Regions from separate parts of the Zea mays genome. Here region 2 is linked to region 1. The links are chromatin contacts, called in public Hi-C maps. All regions are on one chromosome and are shown on one strand. The core of a region is the stretch at or near the end of the contact, and the rest is flanking DNA. Distances in the headings are between cores, read along the strand shown. Region 1 holds the start of LOC103637625 (silicon efflux transporter LSI3). Region 2 holds the start of LOC100191754.

The links. A called contact is a pair of places that touch in the nucleus more often than the background predicts.
Region 2: a Hi-C map of ear shows a contact between it and region 1, with 3 times the contacts expected there. The contact joins the promoter of LOC100191754 here to the promoter of LOC103637625 in region 1. A contact is called at or near these places in 3 of 25 Hi-C or Micro-C datasets (ear, endosperm and tassel).

Annotation. Positions count from the first base shown.
Region 1 is chr1:88,830,116-88,837,123 of Zm-B73-REFERENCE-NAM-5.0, reverse strand. It overlaps LOC103637625 (silicon efflux transporter LSI3), which reads left to right and starts at 3,239. Exons shown (of 3, transcript XM_008659936.4): 1 at 3,239-4,497; 2 at 4,609-4,798; 3 at 5,399-6,008. The coding sequence starts at 3,463. The coding sequence ends at 5,673.
Region 2 is chr1:89,114,199-89,121,639 of Zm-B73-REFERENCE-NAM-5.0, reverse strand. It overlaps LOC100191754, which reads right to left and starts at 3,579. Exons shown (of 10, transcript NM_001294151.1): 1 at 3,346-3,579; 2 at 3,034-3,119; 3 at 2,714-2,888; 4 at 2,407-2,583; 5 at 2,173-2,304; 6 at 1,792-1,890; 7 at 235-351. The coding sequence starts at 3,438. It overlaps LOC103637627 (U-box domain-containing protein 36), which reads left to right and starts at 5,509. Exons shown (of 8, transcript XM_008659951.3): 1 at 5,509-5,777; 2 at 5,867-5,988; 3 at 6,110-6,231; 4 at 6,345-6,449; 5 at 6,545-6,641; 6 at 6,735-6,875; 7 at 6,989-7,411. The coding sequence starts at 5,612.

The sequences.
Region 1 (7,008 bases), core at 1,990-4,489:
CCATTCGGTCATTCTGAATTTCTGATATAGTTTCAGTCATTCCGTTATAGTTTTAATCATTCTATTATAACTTTAGTCATTCCATTATGGTTTCAGTCATTCCGCAGAATGTGTTAGGAATAACACATTGTGGGGTGGGGTGGTTACGGTGTGTGGACTGATCAGGGTGTGATGGTTAGCGCGCTCGCGGGGTGACTCGTAGTGGGCGTGGGTCAAGTGAGTGGGGCTAATCCGAGATGATGAATAGCGCTGCCCCTCTCACTGTGTCTGCATATATATATATATTTGCATATATATAGGCACACGCTTTCCCGGTGGCCTTTAGGCCAATCACTGCACTTCCGAAGCACCGCCGTCCACTACACATATACGTATCAGATAATCGTTGGCCACTGTTGCGCTTTAGCCTTTAGCAACCAAAAGGATGCAGTCGAGTACTACACTCTTAATCAAGATTAACCATATCATTAACCCGTGATGCCGATGCTTACCTAAAGCAAGAAAGCTCCACCGCAGCAAGTTGATGAGCACACTTTCAAGTTAATGACAGTTATATGTATATTTAAGGCGTGGCCTGAAATTGGCACTCAGGTTCCGAGAAGAGTATTTTATAGCAGCTAGCTAGCCCGATTAATTGCACAAAGAGCACACAGCCGGCCGGGCGGAGCGGGATCAAATGGCAGAGACTCTCTCGTCAGAGACCCCCATAGTCACACAGACACAGGTCAAAGCAGCGCGTGCCGTAGAGGGTATTGTACGTGTCACGCATGCATACATGTATGGTAGTTTTACCACGCGTGATATACCACTTATTACGGTACGGTACGTCGTAGACAGGGGCGAAGCTACGTGTTAGCATGCACCCCCAAAATCAAAAAATTAGTTATAGTAGTTAAATTTTCATCGTATAAGCATTACCTACATCTTATCCTTATGCACCTAGCTTCACCACTGGTGGTAGAGGGTTGCATTCGCACGGCCGACGACCGACGTGCTATACCACTTGCAGCTGTGCCTGTGCGGCCGGTAGTTTTAGCACGCGCGTGGTGTGGACAAGCTACCTCGCTTAGGAAATAGAAAGTGCATGCTTACGTGTACGTGATATGCAAAGCAGTTGGTATCGGTGATATTTTTGGTTCATGAAATCGTGTTTTTTAAAATAACAAAAATAAATAAAACAAAGATTGACGTTTTAGTGTGGTGTACTACTGTACTGTGGTTAGTTTTTGCCTTAAGGTTAATTGGTTGATATTTTTAGTTTAATTTCTCTCCCGTTCGATTCGTACTTCGTGATTAAATTAACATCTAATCGATCATGTATATCCAACCCCGGTGACGGTCCGAACTAGATTCAGTGGATGGTCTATATAGGCCACGGCACACTCTAAGATTAAAGAAGAGTAGTTAGTCTAGTAGTATAAACATTGTATCTTGAACTTATATATTAGCCATAGTTTGAGCCTTTTGAACCCTTATTTTTTTGTTTCTTTTTTAATATTGTTTGGCACAACCTAAACATAACAATTGGGTCCGCCACTAACGACAGCTTAGGCAGGGTTTGGAGTAGCAGCGTAGCGCCAACATACAAGGATTTTGATGGGCTTCACAAAACAAAATGTACTACCACAGCAAATCTAGAGAGCAAGACTGAAGTATTGAGCCGCCATGAGTCGTCAAGGTGGTTAGCGTGGACGTCACAGTGATAGGGTAAAACCAAGTTAGGCTATCCGCGCGCTCATAATATTCTAAATTCGTACTTTAAAAAGATATTCTATCAAGATTATCTATCATATACCACAATCTTCGTAGTTATATATTTACTCTGTATCTCAACCATATATCAACTACCACATATTGCGCCAGCTCACGATCTTGAACGTACTAGCACGTTTGGAGTAATTAGGACCCCGATCCCGCTTAAATTATAAGTATGCCATATGTCATTGTTATTATTGCAAAACATTGTCACTTATATACATCGTAAGATGTAAGAAATCATTATATGTACTTCAAAATTAACACATTTGTGCAACGACTGATATCTTGACAAGATAATTATTTCTTTTAGCATTAACTAGTACGTGAAAATATTGCCATGTGCAAGTTTAATGGGTCCATATGGGATTGAGGATGGGGAATGCTTCTTGTCCCTATCCCCATTTACCCTCGTGAAACGTGTATTCTCCGTTTAATCTCCATAGGTAATCTTCATAGGGGAAGAAACCTGTCCATCCCTATATCGTAACGGAGAAATTCTCCGCGGTAAATTGGGGAACGGGTCCTTAGGCTATCCGCACTCATACTACCCTATTTCTCTACCCTAAAAGGAATATTCCATCCTGGTCAGCGAGGTTTTTTACTATATTCAACAATTCTTCACGGTCACAATTACTCTATATATATCTACCCTATACCAACTATCACATATTCTATTATTATTTATTTTTCACCTCTATCCTATCCATACCCAGCTGCCAGCCAACGAGGAGAGGAGAGAGATTATAAAGTTGAAGAAAAGGGTGCGCTAGATATAAGGTTCTCCTAGCCAACCGTAAGCTTACAGTAGTGCTTCCAGTCCACCGTTGCAGCTGTCCTCGCGCTGTAAATATTTAAGGTTGGTGCTTACAGTCACCAGTGCGGACAGCCTTATTGCCATTTGTAGACGAGGTGCCCCGTTGCGGCAGTTTCTCTACTGCATACGTTGGTAGCGTTCGGTTTTCAGTCCTCGATGCGGGTAGTCTTAGCGTGGAAGCAGTCGTAGGCAACAGTGGACGAAGCGGTGGCCGCGAGCGCGAGGTGGTTCAGCGCAGCGGGACACGAGAGAGGGGGTGGGCATTAAAGAAGGTAAGGCTATCCGCAACCGTTACCACTAAATTTTTTCTCGTATATCACTTTTCCCCCTATTTTCCCCCTATTTTTTCATCTCTCGCAGCGGTTCCCTCTAAATACTCCCCTATACCCCACTACAACTATAAAATATCATTATCTATTTGAACTATCAATTTTTTATCTACTAATAATTACTCGTGGACCTACAGCACAGTGTTTAGGGTGATAAACAGTGACACGCTAGATCTAGAGGGAGAGAGAGAAGGGGGCCGACGCGTAGAGGACGCTGTAGGGGGCACCGCTGCGGGCGTAGGGTGCCCCCTACAGCCGCCATGTAAGGGGAGGGAGATGGCTAGCGTGTACCGCTGCGCACAGCCTAATGGCTACAAGTTGGATCAAGAGATCCGATATAACTTTATACCAAGAAAAATCTCGAGCGCCAACAGACCTCGGACACTATAGCTCCTTCTGTAGGTAGCCCCCACACCGAGATATTTGACGTCACCTGGAGAGCATGCAGGGTCTTGCTCTGCCACTACATAAACCTCAGGCGAGGCACCCCTCTGCTTCGTCGAGCTCAAAGCAGAGAGTGGTCGCAACAAGGTGAGTTCCATTCCATCCCATCCATCAGCCATGTCGCAGCTGGCGCCTCTGCCCAAGGTGGTGATGGGTTCGCTGGCGTTCGGCGTGTTCTGGATGCTGGCGGTGTTCCCCTCGGTGCCGTTCCTGCCGATCGGGCGCACGGCGGGGGCGCTGCTGGGCGCGGTGCTGATGATCGTGTTCCACGTGATCAGCGCCGACGACGCGTACGCCTCCATCGACCTCCCGATCCTGGGCCTGCTGTTCGCCACCATGGTGGTGGGCGGCTACCTCAAGGGCGCCGGCATGTTCAAGCACCTGGGCAAGCTGCTGGCGTGGCGGAGCCAGGGCGGCCGCGACCTGCTGTGCCGCGTCTGCGTCGTCACCGCGCTCGCCAGCGCGCTATTCACCAACGACACCTGCTGCGTCGTGCTCACCGAGTTCGTGCTGGAGCTGGCCGCCGAGCGCAACCTCCCCGCCAAGCCATTCCTGCTGGCGCTCGCCACCAGCGCCAACATCGGCTCCAGCGCCACGCCCATCGGCAACCCGCAGAACCTGGTCATCGCCTTCAACAGCAAGATCACCTTCCTCAGCTTCTTCTTCGGCATCCTGCCCGCCATGCTGGCCGGGATGGGCGTCAACACGGTCATGCTGCTCTGCATGTACTGGAACGACCTCGAGGGCGCCGCCGCATGCGGCAGCCCCGATGATGAGAAGGAGATGGAGGCCGTCGAGGAAGGGCGGTCGCCGGCCTCGGTGCTCTCGCTCAAGAGTAGCCCCACCGCCGCCCAGCACGTCGCCCTGCGCCAGCGCCAGAACGGCAACGGCAACGGCCACGGCCACGGCCACGACGCGGACGATGACGACCCCGACTCCATGATGTCAGAGAACATCCCGACAAAGCACCGGTGGTTCATGCAGTGCTCGGAGCACCGGCGTAAGCTGTTCCTCAAGAGCTTCGCGTACGTCGTCACCGTTGGCATGCTCGTGGCATACATGCTCGGCCTCAACATGTCGTGGACCGCCATTACCACCGCCATCGCGCTCGTCGTCGTTGACTTCCGCGACGCCGAGCCGTGCCTCGACAAGGTACGTAACTAAGCTTGCTCACGTCGCAAGAGGAGGAATGGAATGGTACGTGGTGGGCATGCTGCACATCGATCTCATGTGTATATGTTCTGGGGGTGCACGTGTGCGCAGGTGTCCTACTCGCTACTGGTCTTCTTCTCGGGGATGTTCGTGACGGTGAGTGGGTTCAACAAGACGGGGCTGCCAGGGGCCATCTGGAACTTCATGGCGCCCTACGCAAAGATCAACCACGTCAGCGGCGTCACCGTGCTCTCCCTCATCATCCTGCTCCTCTCCAATCTCGCGTCCAACGTGCCAACTGGTATTACATATATATATTAGGACATGCATGCTTTTTTTAATTAGGGGTAAACGTAAATACGTACATATATATATACTGTAGTACAACTGCTAAACCACACTTGTTATAAAAAGTGATGAAACACACTACTCTTTTTTTTCATGTACTACAACTGACAAAAAAGCACCAAACTAAGTTCAATGGCTACTAGCTAGCTAGTGTGTGTGTGCGTGTACAGAGTGCACTATATAATGACCTAAATTATACACAACGCATATATGACACATGAAACTGAAAGCGTGGCAAAATGGCAAATAGTACGTGTTCCTTCCTATAGCTAAGATATTTTGTGGTTAAAGGTTTCTTTCCTTTTAGCAACTAACAAGTAGGGGCGTGAAAGTAGTCAAACGTCTGCTTATATATATATTATCTCTAGTTATTTTCAAGTAAGTGTGTGGTCGATCGTGAACACCAGCTCGTTAAGCACTAATGTTACCTCCTTTGACACGACATATTGATAAAAACTAGTGTACTTGACACGTACTTCTGGCAATTATATACTGTGTGTGGCCACATGTATATGTTAATTACTCCTCATATATACACTATATATATCTTCAGTGCTGCTGATGGGGGACGAGGTGGCGGCCTCTGCGGCGACGATCTCTGCGTCGGCGGTGACGCGGTCGTGGCTGCTGCTGGCGTGGGTGAGCACGGTGGCGGGCAACCTGTCGCTCCTGGGGTCGGCGGCGAACCTGATCGTGTGCGAGCAGGCGCGCCGCGCGCCGCGCAACGCGCACGACCTCAGCTTCTGGAGCCACGTCGTGTTCGGCGTCCCTTCCACGCTCGTCGTCACCGCCATCGGCATACCGCTCATCGGCAAGATCGCCTTCTAGCCTGCTGCCAGTGTATGCTGCTAATAGTGTACTGATTAATCAGCTAGCAGCTAGCGTCGTTCCGATGTATCCACATGCATGCATGGACGAGGATTCAGCAACTACAAACGTCGTCGTCGCGTGGCATGGCGACTGGTGCTGGTGTGGTCGACGGGGCAAGCTAGGCAAGCAATTAAGCGCCCCTACTACACACTCGTGATTTGCATGTTTTTTTAAGTCTCAGCTATATCTATATCTATATCTATATTTGCTGTATAGCTTTGTCATATGCTCAATCTGGGACGACGACGACTGTGCCGTAAGGTCGATCGTTAACAGGGATTGCATTGCGTTAATTGTCAGATGTTAAGAAATGTGCAACTAATGCGACAATTAATTAAGCAGCGGATGCTGAACGAAGAACAGTTGGCCTTGTTTATCTGCAGCTTCCGAATAAATAGAAGCTGATGTATACTCCGTAACTGAGTACGTATTTTAAATTGATTGGGACACTCGATTGATTTCCAGCCGTTGGATGGAGATCCAATAGTCAATCTCTTTTCTTCTACCTCCAGTCACCAGTCTCCTTCTACACGTCAGGCCATCCATGGCGTCTCCCGTAAAATGCCCCAAATATAGGACACGCGCTATAAAATGACTCAAATATACATACTACACATAGTAGTGTCATATCCTTGTTTTTTCTACATCATTCTCAATAATTTATTTTCTAGTAATATAGTTTACTTTGTAAAATACATGATTTAGAGCTTAACTGTTGAAGCGCAATTTGTTTTTAGTACCCTAAACACTTTAAATTATGTAGTATTTTAACTTTGTAGACACTGTTTTAAATCAGCTTGTTAGAGGTGCTCTTAGTTAGCATTCTCTCGAAATAGAATTTAGTCAATGTTATGTAGTGCCTAAATATACTATAGTGAGTATAACAGACTTAGTAAAATGTTGTCTTCTACATAAACTAGAGCGAGTGGCATAGTGTGTGTGGCAGTGTTCACTGTTTCTGCTTCTGACTCTTGCTAATATACTGTTGAGTTTGTGATCTAAATTTTGCATACGGTGACCCTAAATAGGGTTTGCAGTGCGCCATTAGTTTTACTACTCTGGTAAGCCGAGACGTTGTTATGTAAACACTATATATACAGTCAAAGTTTCGTCTGACTGGTGTTAATGTTTCCCTTCGCATCGAAGGGTTTCCATATACATTTATGTGGCGTGCTTTTTGGTTTGTTGGTTGATCTATTTCGTTTTGTCTGCCGTTTCTGCTAACAATATACTACTGTAGTTGTATATGCATGTCCTGCTTGTGTTTTCTTTTGGGAGGAAAATAATGCATCA
Region 2 (7,441 bases), core at 2,330-4,829, 280 kb before region 1:
AGACTAATGCAGTTATCAACTTACTCGTCATAAATGGCCAGCCTCATTACAGGCTTATCTTTCAAGACAGATGTATTTTACCTAGCATTGCCGGCATGAATTAGGGCGAAATGAGAAGAATTTAAATTAAATAGGTTAACAAGCTTGGTTGATTACTAGCTTTCAGAACTTAAAATCACTGGACCTGCTAAAACCAATATTCAAGCCAAATAAAAAAGGTGTTAGCAGTTTTACCTTGACAACAAAAACATTGCATGAAGAAACTTCTTCAAGGTACTTCTTGTGAACAGCGTCCAAGTAGAGGACATCAGAATAACCCTTTTCCTTTGCAATTTTCTGTGCCATCAACACCTATACAATGACAAGAACACATGGTGACATTCAAGAAGGCTATAATGCTTAAAATCTGTGTATAACAACAAATCATGACTCATGAGACTGGCTGAAATGTCAGGACATAAACCATCACATCTAACATATTTATCTAAATCAAGCATCTGGCATTCTATAGAGGGTACAACAAAAGCTAAAATACAAGTTTTATAGGGCGGTGATTAGACCTTCTATGTTGTATGGTGTAGGTGTAGAATATTGGCCTAAAAAAGATGACATGTTCAGTAGATAATTGTTATGAAAATGCATATGTTGCGCTAGATTTGTGGTCATACAAGAAAGGATCAAGTCTAGAACGATGATATATGTGATAGGCTAGAGGTAGCACCAATTGAAGAAAAGCATGTCCAACACCGGTTCAGATGGTTTGGACATATCCAACAAAAACCTTCAGAGGCACCAGTGTGTAGTGAGATCCTAAGGTGGGATAGCAATGGGAAGATAGGCAGGGAAAAGCTGAAGTTGACATGGAAACAAGCAATAAAAGAAGAGCACTGGCATTTAATGTCTCGTATTTTACAAGTACAGATCGGTACTGATTTTGAATCAGTTGCTAGATGGTGGATTTCTGATAATAAGAACGCAGTGAATAACACTTGTAATTCTGCCATTTTAGGGAGCTTATGGAAAACACGAAATTCCGTTTGTTTTTAGGGAGAGCACTGGCGAGATGTTGAAGGTGGTGATGCGAGCTGCAGGGAAGATATTGAGAGGATGGCGAGTGTTATACAAACAGAAAGATGTCCCAGGCATGGAGGAAGTGTTGAGGTCAGAGGAGATACTGAAGACACCAATCAGAGTTGGTTGGGTACCAGCTATGGCGGAGATGAGGCAAGTGCATACAAGCTGGCCAGACTAGTCAACAACCGGCAAGCTGTACCGACCCTGGGTAGATGTGTGAACGCATAAGCAGTCACAATCCGAGAATGAACTTATAAACTCAGATAGTAACTCGTATTGGAATGTGATCAGTTTGGCAGGCACACATTCGAACCCACTAAATCACATGGATAATATTGGCTTTGTTTTTTCATAAAATAAAGCGGGGAGACCTTTTTGTCTAAAATCCATTAGCATGAATCACTTATTATGTAAGAAATAAACATATATAACACTTCATTTTCAGGAAATCTACATGTCACTGTTCCATTTTTACCATATACTTAGCTTCGAGTTTTGCCATTTCGTAGCAAGGTACAAAAGATGTATTCTCAAGAATTGTGCTTATGCCACGTTATATTCAATCACCTTGTTGGCTTTTTTGCAATTTGAATATTTGAAGCTAAAAAGTAGCTAGATTAGTATGTAAATAGGCAACAGCAGTATCAGGGCAGCGTTGCAGAAATTAAGTGGTGTAGCTTCAATAACTTGCGCAGCAAAGTAGAATAGATGAATTACCGAAGCATAATTTCCTATGGTCTTCACACCCCCAGTACCACCAGGAGTAGCACGATGGAACTTGTCTTCAACTATCAAATTTATTGGTGCTAAACCTTCCTGCAGACACCAGTGAATATATTCAACAAATAACTTTTATCTTGACGCATCACGCATCAACATCCAACAACTCCATAGGCTGATTTAACATAACCAATAACGGCACAACAATAACCATAATTCTAGTTGCAGCATAACTTTAATTCCACAGCACAAGGCCATGGGGCACATAGCACATGATATATAGGGGAAAAAGGTCAATTTATAATCTAATGGTCATTTATTTTAAAAAGTATTTTACAAAAATAGTGGAAACAGAATTTTAAAACAACCAGTACCAACCTTAAAGTAGTTTCCAACAGGAGAGACAAATATAATGAATGTATACTCAGGAGCAGGTGCAAGACCAAGAACAGCCCCACTTCCCATAAGTAAGGGCCTAATATACAGAGAACCTTTACCAGTAGGAGGAATCTGGAAGCATAAGATATTTAATGACCAATTAAATCATGATCATAAGTAATGGGTATAGCACTACAAAAGTACCCTAACTTTGTATCAATCCAGTGAATTTACCCATCTCTTATTTGCAAGAACGGTTTGTTTTACTGCATCAATAAACTGCTCGACAGAGGGTGCAGGCATGCACATCCTCTCAGCACCTGTCCGCATCCTCTCAGCATTTTCCTCTGGGCGAAATAATAGGATGGATCCATCAGTTTTCTTATACGCCTTTAGGCCCTCAAACAATCCCTACAAATCAGACTCAACGTCATTTTACCGCAAAAAATAGGAGTATTTATGCCTTCAAAAGTACTCTGTTTTCAGTTAATCTGATCTACCACAGAATATATGAAACAAAGAATCTATACATCCTACTAACCTGTCCATAATTTAGGACTCCAGAAGATGGACTCAGCGCTATAGGTCCAAAAGGCACCATTTCACCCTCAGAAAAATTCCCGTCTGTCCCGCACTTAGCAATATACATATAATCAGTTTGCACAATCCCAAAACCCAGGTTCTCCCAGTCCAAATCAACTGTTTCAGATGTTTGCCTGCTAAGCAGTAAGTGCCATGACATCAGAAGATCGTAACTAGATCGAGGACATGGATACAACCGTGGACAATTCGGTGCAAGAAAGTATCAATGACAGGTAAATGCCAACCAGGCATGCTATAACTATAATGGAAATGTCATACGTGTAGTTGCTTGCTAAAGCTCTGCATGCCCTTACAGGTCCAGCCTTTAGTGGGAATGACGAGATCGAATAAAGACGATTCTGAATCTGCACGAGCAAAAAAAAAGCATTGCAGCTTAGAATATTAAACGCGTGGGCGTAAAAGTACTCACCACTTCGATGATTTAACACCTCGGATTCCCCTCGTACCGAGATTCCCCAGTCCCCTCCTCCCATTCCCGGTCAATTACCTCACCAGATTCCACGCTTCCACACCAGAAACGTGTCCCGCACCAAACAGGCAAACACAAAGCTAACAACAGTACAGCACGACCTGAATAGACGGCGCCAGTGGCGGCGGCGAGAGGAGGAGCCAGTTCGGCCGTGCGACGAGCGGCGCGGCGGCGAGGACGGCGCCGTATTCCATTTCCTGCAAAGCTACGCCGTGTAGGCCGGGGGTTGCTCAGCGTGGTCTAGGGTTCCTGCGGCAGCGGGAGCGGCAGCGGCGGCGGCGGCAGAGCAGAACAGGTGGGCAGGGGATGAAGGAGACGAAGACAATGTCCAAATCGGACTGGAATTGCAGGGTGGTGGAATGGGTGGTTGGCTCATTGGCTGGTTGCACGGATAATGATCGATACAATACAATGACGTGTAGCTGTGTAGGTTGCCGAACGGGTGGGGTCCATAATTGGTCGGGCCGAGTAGTCAGTGGATGAGAGACGCCAACACGCCAAGTAAACCCAGCAGCCCAAAAGGTTTTATCCACATGGTTTTTTGGCAAATAGGCCCACGAGCCTCGCGCTTTGCCCCGTTCGTGGCTGAGGTGGCTTGGGACCGAGCCATCCAACATCCAACCTTAACCATAGTTGATGAATCATCGATGTCGTTGTTAGTTTGTTACATACGGACGCCGGACGCCGGCACCCCCACTCGTACTCTCCTGGTGCTCTTTGTTATCGACACGTCGGAATTGGAGTGGCTAGTCTAGGGTTTAGCCGTTTAGGTAACCCATGGGTGCTTTATCAGCTATTCAGTTACACTGTCGTAGCGGCGTACCGCTATTCACAACGGTGGTTTCATGGATATACTAATAGTGTGTCACAAAAAAATTAATGATATGACATACTCGATTGAGTTTTAAGAGGATTGAGTTTTATATGATGAAATCGAGTTAACATGGTTTCATCTCCATACAACTAATAGTATTTAAGAGGATTGAGTTTTATATGATGAAATTAGTTGTATGGAGATAGAACCATGTTAACTCGATTTCAAGGTCTTAAAAACCGTACGAAACTTTCATTAAAACTGATTTATTTTTATCTTCATATATTTTACTATTTTTTATTGGCTATTGAGTTGTGATATTTATTTGGTATGTTAGTCTATAAAATAGTGAAACGAAATATTGCATTGAGAGATATTTGTTTTATCCGTAGTTTCAAAGCACTTTTGGTGATGTGACAGTGTTGCAAAGAATGCTACGAAATTTCCAATGAAAATATTTCTTCCCTATTATTGTTGATTATTCATCTGACTTTTTCACATCTACTACAACAACATCCTCCTTACGGCAGCCAACTTCAATACTCAACAGGGATATATTCTGATCTTAGACAGAGCTTTCAGCTCCTGAACCTCCAGTTAGCTTTTATTTTGTTCCTACTTCTGCATGCTTAAAGAATCTCATGAAATAAGTTCTAGTGACGGTGTACCTTCTATGCTGCATTTTAAGTGAGCTGCAAGCCTTTATGTTTAATATAAGCTCAAGAATGGGTCGTTGGGTTCTACCGTTCTAGTGCATGGCTGTGTATGTTTAGTCTGCACCTGCCACCTTCCGGTTAAAACAAAACTAGGTTTATGCTACGTCCAAAAAAAAAAAAAACAAAACCACACGGTATCTGAACTACTGATATCCCAGTACAGCACCACCAGCATTGAATTGGTTGAATATTCTGTATTGAAATTTGAGTGATATTGAATTGCCCATTGTCTGCATGATTGCTCCCTTATCAATGTTGCTGGGAGCCTGAGACTCTGCTTTTGTTATCACTTATCGGGCATATGTAGCCAAATCTTCCCCAGGTGTTAAACGCTATACAAGATTTAAATTTTGATATTCTACATTAATAATTTAATATGTATGTAATTCAATATTTTGATACTAGATGTAATTCAACATTTTGTCTACATTAAAAATTTAAGATGCTCAAACCTCATGCCGTGTGCTTTGCTCCCAGTCAGTTGAAACTTGGACCAAAGCAAAACATCGCGTGGGTGACTGTTAAGTCAGTCAACTGCTCAAGGCGTTACGAAACAAACGAAAATTTGTCTGATGCGACAGGCGCTCACACTGAGCTAAAGAACTGCTGTGCTGGTAGCCTGGGAACTTCCTCCTTGTCTCTCTGTACGTCGCTGTCGCGTGCCGTTGGCTTCCTCCCTCCTCGCGACCTCGCACGGTGTCGCTGTCCCGCGTCCAAAGTCTCTTGTGTTGTACTATCTTATACAAGTCCAACGTCTGCGTGTTCCTTATGCCACCGGACGACAAGGAGGAGCTCTTCTAAACCGAGGCTCTTCACGGCGAACTCTTTGCGAAGAAGATGGCGGCAGCGGTGGTGGATAAGGTGTTCGTCGCGCTGCCGGCGGAGGTGAAGGCGGGGCAGTCCACGCTGGCGTGGGCTCTCGACCGTTTCGGCGGCGGCGGCGGCGGCAGAACCACGGTTGTGATCGCACATGTGCATGTCCCGCCACAGATGATTCCAGTGAGTACGTGCTTCTTCATCTTATTACATATGCTTTTTTTACATATGCTGCTGTGGTTAGATGGTTTTATTGATCCTATCTTTTTATGTCAGTGGGGGTCAAGTTCCACTCTAGTAAACTGAGCCCCGAGCAAGTGAAACTGTTCAGAAGGATTGAGCATGAGAGGGTGGACAAACAGCTAGACGGTTATGTTCGCCAGTGCTCAAAAATGAAGGTGCTATTTTACATTTACCTTCTTCAGATGGTTTTGGCGAGCAGTTACCAATTTAACAGTTAGCATCGAGTTCCAAAACCGAACAGGATGGCTGATAGGTCCCCATGTTCTGTGAATTCAGGTCAAATGTGAGAAACTAGTTTTTGAGAAGGACGACGTTGTGGCCGGTCTGGTTGAACTCGTCGTCTTGCATAAAGTCACTAGGCTAGTTATTGCAGCTGCTGCAGACAGGCAATATTCAAGGTGAATCAGACAAAAAAAATCTGTTTTTTCAAATTTGAATTCTGCATCTGGTAAGCTTAGGAAGTTATAAATCCGTCATGTATCAAGAGTGCATTTGTCAACTTCGGTTTCAGAAAGATGGATAGACCCAAGTGTAGGACAGCAACAGAAATCATGCAGAGAGCTGATCCATCGTGCAAGATCTGGTTTGTTTGCAAGGGACAACTGATCTGTACCAGGTAAAGTCTGAGTAGTAACTTTTGGATTTCGGTGGTGGTGGTGGCCAATGAACAATGTGGGGTTCACAAATTTCTGATCGGCTTCCATATGACAGGGGTGTGGAAGAGGAGGTTGCGCCATCAGCTACACCTTTTGTCCCTGATGATCTTGATCACCAGGCTCTGCAGTTAGTAGTGTCTCACCAGAAAGAGGTGTGGCAGAGTGTTTAATGGGATCTCACTGATTCTGATGATCATGCCAAGCTTATATTTTTGTGTTTTTTTCTTCCCACTACTGTTGTGAAGGACGAAGCTAAGTCGGAGCTGGGGTTATACGATGAGCTGAAAGAGGCATGCATAGCAGCTGAGAACCTGATGAAGAGAGCCCTAAACGAATCTTCCAGGCGCCAAAAGGCAGATGGAGAAGTGGCCTCCGCGCTTCAGAAAGTACAATCTCACACAACCAACTAGTATATTTCAATGACAAATCACTTGTAGTCGAACAACAACGACAAAAAAAAGATAGTTGCACATATCGATGAGAACTCTGAATCTCGCAGGCAAAGGAATACCAGGAGTTGTACTTTGAGGAGACGAGGAAGCGTGAAGAGCTCGAAGGAGCTCTTGCAAGAGCGCACCGAGAGATCGCGCGGTTAATGCAGGCGAAGCAGGTGTTCGTGGTCGAGCGAAACACGGCAGCGGACGAACTCCAGGAGGCCATGTCAGAGAGGTCGTCCCTGGAAGGCCACGACGTCGACGAGGATGCCGTTTTGCGAACAGCCGGCGGTCAAGCGACTGAGCAACAGGAGGAGGAGGAGGAGCATGTCCAGACACAACACGATCTGGGCACCGGTGAAAGGGACCTGGAACTGGAAGCGCGGCTCAACCAGAGCAAGCTGGCCGCGTTCTCGCCGTCGTCCGTCATCCAGTCGCCGTACGACGAAGACCGCGTCCCGGCCTGCTTCCTCTGCCCGATCCTTCAGGTGTGGGTGCTTGCATTGCATCCTCCGCAG